3 separate regions of the Sus scrofa genome follow, and all the other regions are linked to region 2. Evidence: chromatin contacts called from public HiChIP or PLAC-seq data. All regions are on one chromosome and are shown on one strand. Each heading gives the region's core, a stretch centred on a gene start, on an enhancer-like site or on the middle of the called end of the contact. The rest is flanking DNA. Distances are from core to core; before and after follow the strand shown.

Evidence for each region. HiChIP or PLAC-seq counts read pairs in DNA pulled down with a chosen protein or histone mark.
Region 1: an H3K27ac HiChIP or PLAC-seq map of alveolar macrophages shows a contact between it and region 2. The contact joins two enhancer-like sites. A contact is called at or near these places in 2 of 2 datasets of contacts at active chromatin or transcription factors (alveolar macrophages and skeletal muscle).
Region 3: an H3K27ac HiChIP or PLAC-seq map of alveolar macrophages shows a contact between it and region 2. The contact joins two enhancer-like sites. A contact is called at or near these places in 2 of 2 datasets of contacts at active chromatin or transcription factors (alveolar macrophages and skeletal muscle).

Annotation. Positions count from the first base shown.
Region 1 is chr14:75,137,208-75,140,903 of Sscrofa11.1, reverse strand. No RefSeq gene overlaps it. Among named protein-coding and RNA genes, the nearest start is that of DDIT4, 21 kb to the right of the region's middle. Within about 2 kb of position 2,378, at least 22 of the 83 cell types and tissues checked have an H3K27ac peak or open chromatin away from gene starts, as enhancers often do. A contact at or near this core is called in alveolar macrophages, where this site is marked.
Region 2 is chr14:74,877,298-74,880,860 of Sscrofa11.1, reverse strand. The region is part of intron 1 of CHST3 (carbohydrate sulfotransferase 3); the gene reads right to left. Among named protein-coding and RNA genes, the nearest start is that of CHST3, 28 kb to the right of the region's middle. Within about 2 kb of position 1,925, at least 54 of the 83 cell types and tissues checked have an H3K27ac peak or open chromatin away from gene starts, as enhancers often do. A contact at or near this core is called in alveolar macrophages and skeletal muscle, where this site is marked.
Region 3 is chr14:75,157,217-75,160,722 of Sscrofa11.1, reverse strand. No RefSeq gene overlaps it. Among named protein-coding and RNA genes, the nearest start is that of DNAJB12, 31 kb to the left of the region's middle. Within about 2 kb of position 1,877, at least 51 of the 83 cell types and tissues checked have an H3K27ac peak or open chromatin away from gene starts, as enhancers often do. A contact at or near this core is called in alveolar macrophages and skeletal muscle, where this site is marked.

The DNA of each region.
Region 1 (3,696 bases), core at 1,129-3,628, 260 kb before region 2:
ATTTTTAGGGTTTTTGTTTTTGTTTTTTGCTTTTTAGCAACAACATGTGGAGGTTCCCAGGCTAGGGGTCAAATCGGAGCTACAGCTGCCATCCTGCACTACAGCCACAGCAACTCGGGATCCAAGTCATGTCTGTGACCTACACCACAGCTCACAGCAGCGCCAGATCCTTAACCCACTGAGTGAGGCCAGGGATCGAACCCTCATCCTCATGGATGCTAGTCAGGTTTGTTTCCACTGAGCCACAATGGGAACTCCCTATTTTTCATCTTTTGAGGAACCTCTATAGTATTTTCCTTAGTGGCTGCTCAAATGTATATTCTAGACCGTGGGCTTCTTGAGACCAAGAGTGTGGCTCGATCCTGGACTCCCTCTTAGAGAGACCACGGAGGGCGTCTTCCTGCACCCCTGTCCAGAGCCATCAGAGGCAGCAGGGTCCCCTGTCCTGGCTCACCTACTTCGTTAAATATGGGGTTCAGGTGGCCCTAGCATCTCTACATCATCAGCAAGGGTGGACAGCATCAGAACTATGGCTTGGGGCTTCCTTGAACAACCACCATGACAGGGAATTAAAGGCCTGGAGAGTCCTGCTTGGGTGCCACGCCAGGCCTCAGGGCCCAGAGGTGAGATAGTTTACCAGGCAGGCATCAGTTTTCTCATCTATGAAATGGGGACGATGAACCTGGTTACCTTCCTCTTTCCTGGGAAGAGTATGAGGTTAATGAATGCCCAAGACCGGACATAACTATACTGAAGACAGAGTGCAGGCTGCCTGGAGGCAAGGGAATGGCCTTGGTGACCCTTCTCTCTTCCTGCCTAGCTAGGATTGACACCCACAATTCAGCTCATCTTGGTGCCCTGGGTGAGCCTGGGCTTGGAAGCCCTAACCTGCTAAGTACCTAGCCTACTCATCCCTACCTGCACTTGCCCAGCCCCGTGCTCTGTGCCCGCAGTGCTACAGCCACTCCATTGGGTATCTGTGGTCCCTTCTAGCAGAACCCTTTGCATGGTACCCCACCTCCAGGCAGCCTTCCCTCATCAATGCTGTGCACATGGCGTTCATCTACACTGGTAGCATCTGTCAAAGCTTTGGGTCCTAATTGTCCCTCAACTTTGACACCCCCCCCCAACTCCATCCTGAGGTAGTACTGGGGCCACAGAGCAGGACCCGGCTGGTCCTTGGAAGAGCGGGCTCCCTGCAATGGGGGAAGCAAGACACAGCTCCCCGTTGCCATGACAACTAAAAGCACCCCCATGAGCCTCTTCCTTGGCCACTAAGATCAACATCCCGCCTCGGCCACAGAAGGCACCATCCAGAGGCAAACTGAGTGAGACCCTGCTAGGGGAGTGGAGAGAATAACTTGTCTCGCTTCCCATCCAGCAGGGAGACCCATGGGCACAAGGTCCCACTTCTCATGGCCATCCTGGCTACAGTGGAGTTGTGTCCAAGAGTCGGTGGTGGGTAGGAGTGGGAGTCGGGGGGCACCTTGCTGGATGTTTCCTTGGGCAGAGCTGGATAGACGCCGAGCTGGGTGAATGGACGGGGAAGGAAACAATTTTTCTTTCCAGCAATTCAGGCCAGTGAGGTCTGGCTCCATCGGGCTGCGGCTGGGAGGTCCCCGAGGGCTGCCAGGCAGAGGCTGTGCAGGGGAGGAGGCTGCGGCGGAAGGAAAAGTTTTAGGAAAGCGGGTGGGGAGGGGTTCCCTAGCAAAGAGGCAGAAGTTCCTGGAGGTAGAGGTCTGGGCTTAGAGTCACAAAAGACCCAAGTTCAAATCCTCTCTCTGCCCTTGCAGGCACGCCCGTGCCTTTCTCTCTGCTTGAGGAGAGGGACTGAACCCTCATGACTTTGTGCCCATCTTGGGTTAAGGACCCTAGAAGTTTTTCCCATGTCATGCCCTCAGAGCGCCCCTGAAACAGGTGGGTGCCATTTGACAGATGAGAAGACTGAGGTTCAGGAGGCTACGTGGGGAAAGCCTAAGGTGAGCTCAATTCCCAGACAGAGAAAATGATCTGGCCCGGCTGGCGGTTATCTGGAGGGAAGTGGGAGGTGCCGGTCCCACCCCCACCCCCAGGCATCCTGGCCGGTCCGGAAGGAGGCTTGCGTGGTTTCCTTAAGCAAAACTGCGTCAGGCTCTTTCTGGGGGAAACCACAGTTGACTGGTGACTGTGCCTTCACTACGTGAGATGAGAAAGGGGAAACCGACACTTCTCCGGGAAGCTCTCTGTGCAGGAGACAGCAGGTTGCAGATAGAGCCGCCCCCAGGGGAGGAGGGAATGTTTAGAACTCCTTTTTGCCTTTTCAAACCCGCCTAGGATTACTAATAGAAGCCCTTGATTTAATTTAGCCTAGTTGGGGTTGAGATCTGGCAGGAAGCAGCCCCACCACAGGGGACAGCACTGCTGTCCTCCAGGGGAGGGGCTGAGTGGGCACTGAGCCAGCAGAGGGGGCGCTGGAGTTAGCGTTAGATTGGACCTAATGTTCTTCATCTGTAAAATGGGCTTGATTAGATCGTGAGGACTAGGAAAAATAATCATGACACCCGCTAGAGCCTTTCTGGGCACCACTTGTGACCTGGATGGATAAGGCAATCCTCCCTGCAGAGTGTCCCCGCCATCTCTTCCCCCCAGTTTTCCTGGGACCCCTCAAACTTACAGGAAGAAGCTTTTTCCCAGATGCCTTTGCAAATCACTTCCTGGGGCCAGATTAACAAACACCTATGGAACACCTAAAAGTTGATGCTTTTTGAATGCCTAACATAAGTCAGGCTTTATGTTAAGTGTCAGACCCTGATCAACCCTTTTAATCATCCCAGAACAACTCTTCCTTTCTCCTGAAAAAAAAAAAAAAAAAAAAAATGCTATTACTGGCATCCCCTTTTTATAGATGAGGAAAAGAGAGGTTAAGAAAGTTTACCATGTGCATTTCAGATTCTTTCTGATGCAAATGACAGAAAACCTGACTCAAACTGGCTTATAACCAAGAAGAGAATACACTGGCTCTGGAAACTGAAAATCCAGGAATGGCTTGATCTGGGGGCTCAAAAATATCATAAAAGCTGAATCTTTCCACTCTGCCACGAGGGGTCTTCTGCAGCTCTGGATTCCTATCATCCCACATTCTAGTTCAGTAGAAAAGGAATCTCTTCTTGGTAATTGTGACACAAGTCACAGGATTTACACTCATTAGACAGTTGTGGAGTAGGGGGTGGGGTGTCATCTGACAACACTGATAAAAGGCACTGCCCAGGAAGATTTCGGTGCTGACTGGCGAGTCTGGTCACTGGCCCTGTGCCTGCAGCCTCACCTGTTCCAATGGACTGAAGAGGAAGGAGGGAGGTCCTGCCTGCAAAGAAGGACCAGAAGAGATGGGGAAAGGGTGCCAGTAGCTAACTTTACCTGTGTCCTCCTTGCTGGGGTCACAAGGTCACAGAGGTGAAAAAAGGAGAGCCTGGATTGAGCCCTGGCAGTCTGAATCCAGAACCCGTGTCCAGAACTCCTCTACTACGGGTGCCAGCCTAGTGCTCAGGTCCTAGTAGAGAAAACAGATGTGGCCCACATCCTGGGACAGAGCCCACCCCACCCACCCTGTCCTCACTAGTCCCAGATCAGCCCTCATCATATCTGGTGCTCAGCCCCACCTCTGGTCTGGCTCTTGTTTTTCCCTAGAGGGCCTCTGGAGCTTTCCTTTTTCCTTTG
Region 2 (3,563 bases), core at 676-3,175:
TGTAAGTGACTGACCCTCTCTGTGCCTTAGTTTCTTCCCTGGTAGCATGGAAAGGGCGGTTCCTACTGCATAAAGTTGTTGCAAAGAGCAGTGTCTGGTACACGGGAAAGGCAGAAAAGAGACGGGCATGGGGTAAGGGGAGCTGCCTTCGCTGGCCTCTCCCTTCTGGGTCTAACATCTTTGGTAAGACTTAGAAGTTTGGTTGTCACGATGACAAAGCTCCTGAACCTTCTCCTCCCCTCCCTTCCAGGCATTGTTTCTATTTTTGAGTTGCTGTCCCAGTTTCTCCCCCCCCCCCCCATAATACAGGGTTCCTGTGAACCTTCCTGGCATTGCCCTAAAAGGAAGAAGCAAGGGTGAAAACTCCCTCTGAATGAAACCCCAGGGAGACTCTTGGCTCCTCTGCCCCAGCCCAGGCAGGCTGCCGCTAGGGTTAGCTTTGAGAGGCCAGCAGGAGAGGGGGCAGGCAGGAAAGGGAGGTTTAGAAGTCCCCAGACCCAGGAGAGAGCAGAGGGTCACAGATGCCAGGAGGTCACAGGGTCATGAGGGAGGAGGACAGGGCTGGGATGATGGTCACTCAGGTGGAACCTGGCCTATAGGAGGCCCTTTGCAAGAAGTGGGTCTGTGACATCTGCGACACTGGACAAACCTTTGTGCTACCTCTCTCCCCAAATCCGTAGTGCCTTCCTTGTTTAGCTCATGGGAAGAATGAAAAATCTCTTCCTTTTCTTGCTGGATGCTGTCTCCCAGGGAACTAGTCCATAACTTTCCTCCCCCCAGCAGCCAGCAGTAATGTGACAGCCTAAGGAAAAAGTGGTGTCCTTACTGGGATGCCAGTGGAGGCACCAGGGTCAATGGTGAAGAAGACCAGGGGTACTTGCCAACCCAGCTCCGCCTGGATGCAGCTGCCAGGGCAGCTGCCCTGGGCCCAGTTACACTCAGTACTCAGCTGTCCCCTCCTCTGGAGTCATTCTCTGATCACTGACCTCTTTCCATCACCTTCCCTCTCAGCATCCTGCTTAATTTCCTACCTGGGTGGAAACATTCTTGTTTACTGCCTAGTTCAGGCCCTGGAATCTGAGCTCCCTCAGAGGAGAGCTCCATGTCTGCTCCGTCTTTGTACCCTCAGCACCCAGGGTCCCAGCGCCCTGCTCCCTATGCCCCGGGCAGAGGAGGTGCCCCATAATACCTGTAGAGTAAACAGACGAATGCCTTTTCCAAAGCATTTAGCCCCGTGTGAGGTGCTTAATCATTCTAAGTTGATGGAAAATATAAAGAGGAAGAAGAAAAAGCCATTGTTCCCTAATGAACCACGTGTGTGCGCTGTGACCCCATGAGGCGGGTGTGCGCTGCCCTGAGTGTGTCCCACACGCATGAGCCGAGTGGCTGCTCTGGGTATAGTCTACGGGTGTGCGCTATGCGTGTGTACTCTGGGCACATCTTCATGCTTAGAGCTTCACATACACCAGTCTCTTGAATGATAGCAGTTGGGGATGCCTTTTTGAGGATAAAGAAACCAGCCTTGTGGCTTTCGGTTTCCAGCCTCTCCGGCCATGAGCTAATAATGGGGAGGGTGGAAAACAGCCAAGGATCCCAGGCAGTCTCAGTGGGGGAGCACTGGAAAGAAAGCAGGCCGTGACCTGAGACCCTCAGCTCTATTCCCCGGCCTGCTCTCCCCTTGGGGCCCTTTCTGCTCAGGCCTCCCTCGTGACCTGGCGAGGGGCCCTCACGAGAGAAGAGTTTTCTCCTCGGATGGCTCCCAGCCAGGCTCCCCGGGCCTTCCACTGAGGCCCCGGATGGACGGCAGCCCATCCCTGTCCCTCCCTCGCCTGGGGGAGGTGGGGTCCGAGAGTCTGCTGTGAATGGAGCTCTGATAAGGGACAGGCCCTGCCAGACGTTGCATCAGGCAGCAAAGCTCCACTCCCCTCGCTGCTCAGGGCCAAGAGCACAGCAGGGATTGGGGCCTCAGCTATGGCAGGCCCTGCTCCCTCTCCAGGGAGCCCTTTCACCAGGCGGGAGGAGGAGCCGCCTGGGCTGAGGGAGACCAAGAGAGGTGGAAGCAGCTCCCTGGGCAGAGATGGGAGCAGTGAAGCAAGGCCCCTGGAGGAAAATTCTGGACCAACTTATAGTAGCAGCCCTCAGGGGCCGGGAGGCTGTCCCAACCATGCTGTGTCACCAAATATCTGGGAAGGGAGACCTTGGGGTGTGTGTGTATTTCTGTGAGTCGTCTCTGGATCCCCTAGAGTGGAGACAGAGGACAGACAGGGAGAAGAGCCCACATGCTCATAGATGTGATCTCTGCTTGGGGGATGTGGCGTCCATCCAGGGGACTGTCCAGGCGAGGTTGTTGCACGTAGGGACTTCCAGAGATGGCTTGAGCTGTCGAGCTTAGTGTTCGACAGGAGAGTAAAAGCCCAAGAGTTGCTGGGCGAACCAGCAAGGGAAGGAAGAAGAGAAGGAGGGAGAGAGCAAGGAAGGGGAGGAAGGCCTGGCTGATGGATGCTCCCCCGGGGCAGCCAGGGCTGTCATTCCTCCTCAAGCCCCTCACATCCCAGGGCTCCAGCTTCCTCTCCCAAGAACAAACCATCTCAGACATCCAACCTCAGCCAAGACAGAGCCAGAGCAGATGCCTCCAAAGGTGGAGGTGTGTGTCCCCTGAGTGGCAGTGGACATCCAAGACCTTGTGAGAAGCCTGGATCAGAGCCATAACGTGGACCATAGGGCTGAAGGCCAGCCAGGTGGGGTGGGGTGGGGGCTTCCACAGACTCCCGGGGAACCAGCCCTGGCCAGGACAGACCCTGCTGCCCTTCAGCCCTGCTGTGCAGGGACACAAGAGAGCACACTCTTAACCCCCATTTGATACAGTCACTTCACCAGGGCCTGCCGAGCTGTGCAAATCCCAGTGCTAACAGCTGCATGGCTAAGGGGCCCTAGAGAACAGTCCCAGGCCTCCCTATCAGTGAAGGTACTTCCCACACTTCTCCACTGAACCCTGGGCCCTGAGCCAGGTCAGAGCAAACCCACTGCTCTGGGCTTTGCTATCCTTGTCCAGTCAGGAGCTACAGCAGAGCTTGGCTCCAAGATGCCCGCAGCCATGCAGCTGGGAGGCCTGGTGAGGAGTGTGCTAGCTTGTTTGGAACCAACCTGGACATGGGCCAAGACTCATGGCCAAGGATGGGCACCCTGCCCTAGAGAGTGAACGTGTGAGAAGTAACTTGAGTGTCTCAGCAGATGGGGCTGGCTGAGTAATTGCAGTGCACCGGCACAGTGAAAGCAAGCCATGCAGGAGTTAAAAATGTTGATGCACGACTTCAAAAACTGAATTTGTTGTATTCTTTAAATTTCTTTTTTTTTTTTTTTTTTGTCTTTTTAGGGCCGCACCCACGGCATATGGAGGTTCCCAGGCTAGGGGTCGAATTGGAGCTACAGCTGCTGGCCTACACCACAGCCACAGCAACATGGGATCCGAGCCACATCTGCGACCTACACTACAGCTCACGGCCAATGCTGGATCCTTAACCCACTGAGCGAGCCCAGGAATCGAACCTGCGTCCTCATGGATC
Region 3 (3,506 bases), core at 628-3,127, 280 kb before region 2:
GATGTGCGGGGGGTGGGGGCGGTAAACGAACTGCATTTTACGACAATGGCAATGGCCCCGATTATGAGCCCTCATATTTACCTCATTTTCTCTTCACCTCACAACAGCTCATAAAGCGGGCTTTCCTTTCCCCGTTTTACATGTGGGAAAATGGAAGCCAAAAGGCAGTAAGCTGCTTGCCCAGCATCCCAGGCAGCATGTGGTAGACACCAGGTTTGGACACACTCTTGAGTTCAAAGTCATTGTGCCTCCTGGGGTGTAAGCAGGGGGGTCTGTTTTATCTAGAGTTGGTTGAAAATACACTGATCTCTGACTCTCCAGGGAGAGGGTCCTTGGACACTAGCCTGGGGTGACTAGAATATGCCACGCCTTTGGCGGGGGGTCGCCTTCTTCCCATCTCCCCTCCCTCATGCTGAGTCCCCATGTAGAAACAGAAGGTGCTAGGCCCCCTCTCAGGGTTACCGTCTTTACTCCTTCTAACAGCCCAGTGAGGGAAATGCCACGACTCTCACTTGACAGAAAAGGCAGATGGATCAAAGGCATCATGAACCTTTGGCAGCCACATTTGCTGGGGGAAGCAGAGCCTGGACCTAGCACCAGGCCCCTTGGACTCTTAGGCTGAGACTCTGTCCCCACATCCCCAGCTGTCTGCCGTGAGGGGAGGGGTAGGACTTCCTCTGCTCCTCACACTTTAAACGAACCATCCCCGTTCCCACTTGCTGAATTGCACGTAAAACCCAAACCTTGCATCAGTCAGCAGGCGCTGGCTCCAGTAAAAGGCTCTTTCTGCTTCTGTGGGCTTTCCCCACCGTTATCTGAGTCATCCTCTGCCGGTCCCAAGAGACTGGAGGGAGGTGGCCTCTTATCCCAACACTACAGATGGAGAGACTGAGGCAGGAAGTGACTTACTCCAATGAGTCAGGGGCCAGAGCTGGCAGCAGTCCAGGCTGGGAGGTCACAGGTGTAGCTGACAGGGTCTGGGGTGTCACACACTCCGTTAAAGAGTTTTTAATGCTTTACAGTATGCACAAATATCAAGAGATTTGTGTTAAATGAATGGATGAATGTTGCAGGCCCTGGGTGAAGAGATGAGGGGTGATACTGCAGAAAAGATGACTGTGATTAGGAAACAAAACCCAGAAGCCCAGTCTTGCCCCTGTCAGACTCCCTGAGCCCAGCTGGGGATTATAGCTCAGTTTTCCCCTCTATAAAAATCATCAAGGAGTTTCCTGGTGGCTCAGCAGGTTAAGGATACAGAGTTATCACTGCTGTAGCACGGGTTCACTCCCTGGCCAGGGAATTTCCACATGCCTCAGGTGTGGCCAAAAAAACAAACAAACAAACAAACAAAAAACAACAGCGAAAAAACACATCATGGTTATCTATTATTGAGTGAGTCCTAATGACCACTGGGGCTTAACACTTTATAGCCAGCCACTGCCTTATTTAATTCCCGCGACAACCCAATGAGGTTGGTATGCACTACCATCATCCCCATTGGACAGATGACTTATCTCAGGCTCAGAGAGGTCAAACAACTTCCCCAAGGACACTGGCATTTGTTCCAACAGGCATGACCCAACAATTCCAGGGACTGACTTAGAAGAGCATCCAAATCCATTGGGTCAGATGGGCCCGGCGCGTGTGGCGCCCACGTGGAGCTGCCCAGGTGTGCCCAAGGACTGGCACCAGGAAACCTGTATGTCTGTCAGCACTGAGCCGGGGTGGAGCGACCAACGCAAGGCCAATCGCCTGGGGCTAAAGAGCCAGAGCATCCGGGGAGGCAGGGGGGATTTGAGCAAGCTTGTCCGGGCCGTGCGCCTGCGCACGCCCACCTGTGTGCGCTCAGTCCTGGACCGAGCCAGTGCACGCGCAGCGAGCCTCCAACGCAGGGCCCTCCCTCCAGCCCAGCACAGGGGCCCGGGGAGAGCGGGAAAGCCGGAGGTGGGTAAGGACTGCGGGCGGGTCCCGCCAGCACCCTCCCCTCACCCCACCCCCGCCCGGACGGGCCCAGCAGCACGTTGCCGGCCGGCGATTGCTCCATCCGGACTCAGCCGCTTGTGCCCTCCTGCACGTGGCGCAGACGGCACACCTCCCGCGCCCGGCGGGAGGGGCTCTCCGGGACTGTCCCCGGACTTGTCCCCCGCCAGCCCAGACCGCGCCAGACTGAGTCCCTAGCGGCACGTTCACCCGGCAGCTGTCGGAGCCTCGTCCCAGACACCTTTGATGGCTGCCCTTTGCTCTGTCTGTTCTCAGCGGACAAATGAGGGAAATTGAGTAAACCGGCTCAGCAAGGCAGGAAACCCCTGGCTGCTTTGCTACGCACGATTTTTCAGCAGCTTTTCTGGGGGGCAGGGAGGATTTCTGGAGTGAAAAGAGGGAAGATGACTGGGGACTCATGCAGTCCTCTGGGGCTGTGGGCACCCTCCAGGCTGGCCTTACTGGTCTCTACCTGCCAAAGCCAGGCACAGTGCCTGACACTCATGGGTGCTTCACAGATTCTCTTTAAAATGCATTTCCTGGAGTTCCCATCGTGGCCCAGCAGAAAGGAATCCGACTAGCATCCAGGAGGACACAGGTTCTATCCCTGGCCTCCCTCAGGGGGTTAAGGATACAGTGTTGCCATGAGCTGTGGTGTAGGTCCCAGAGGAGGCTTGGGTCCTATGATGGTGTGGCTGTGGCATAGGCTGACAGCCATATCTCCAATTAGACCTCTAGTCTGGGAACCTCCATGTCCACAGGTGGAGCCCTAAAATGACCAAAAAAATATCATTTCCTCACCCTCCTCTTGGTTTTGAGTGGCTGCCAAGAAGAGTGCCAGGGTCAAGGGGCCACTGCTTGGGGCTGGAGCTGAAGGCTAGCATCTGGGGCTTTAGGGGGCCTTTCGTATGGGTTTGCTGTTTCACTTGGGCAAATCCCTTGATTTCTCTAGGCCCCATTTCTGGGACAACTCAGTAATAAGGTAATCCCCCTGGCCCTAAAGCTCAGGACAGACTTTGAACTCCTAGCAAGCAGGAAAAGGAAACTTCCATTTGAAGCAGAGATTTCCTCTGGACTGTTAATATTCTGCTGGATCTATCCAGGCCAGGGTCTGCAGTATTCTGTGTCTAGACTCAGTGACAGAAGTAGCTTGCTGTTACTTATAGAGTCAAGTTCAAATTCCTTGGTTTGGTGTTCAAGGCTTCCTCACATGGCTTCCAACCAACCTGTTTAGCCTCACCCCATCTACACCCCCACACTGTAGCCTTAGGAGGAATCTCACACTTCCCCAAATATACTACACACAGTGTTGATACATCTCTGCCCTTGCATATGCTGATCCCTCTGCCCAGAATGCTCTTCCCTACACTCTGCATATGGTTGGTTCCCTCTCATACAGATCTCCCTTGAAATGTCACCATCCCAGCAGAGAGGTCTTTCCCAAATATCCAGTAAAGCAGGGGCTCTGTTATTCTCTCAGAGCTTCTTCTTCCCTCCCTCCTTAGCCCTTTTGCATTTTGGGATTA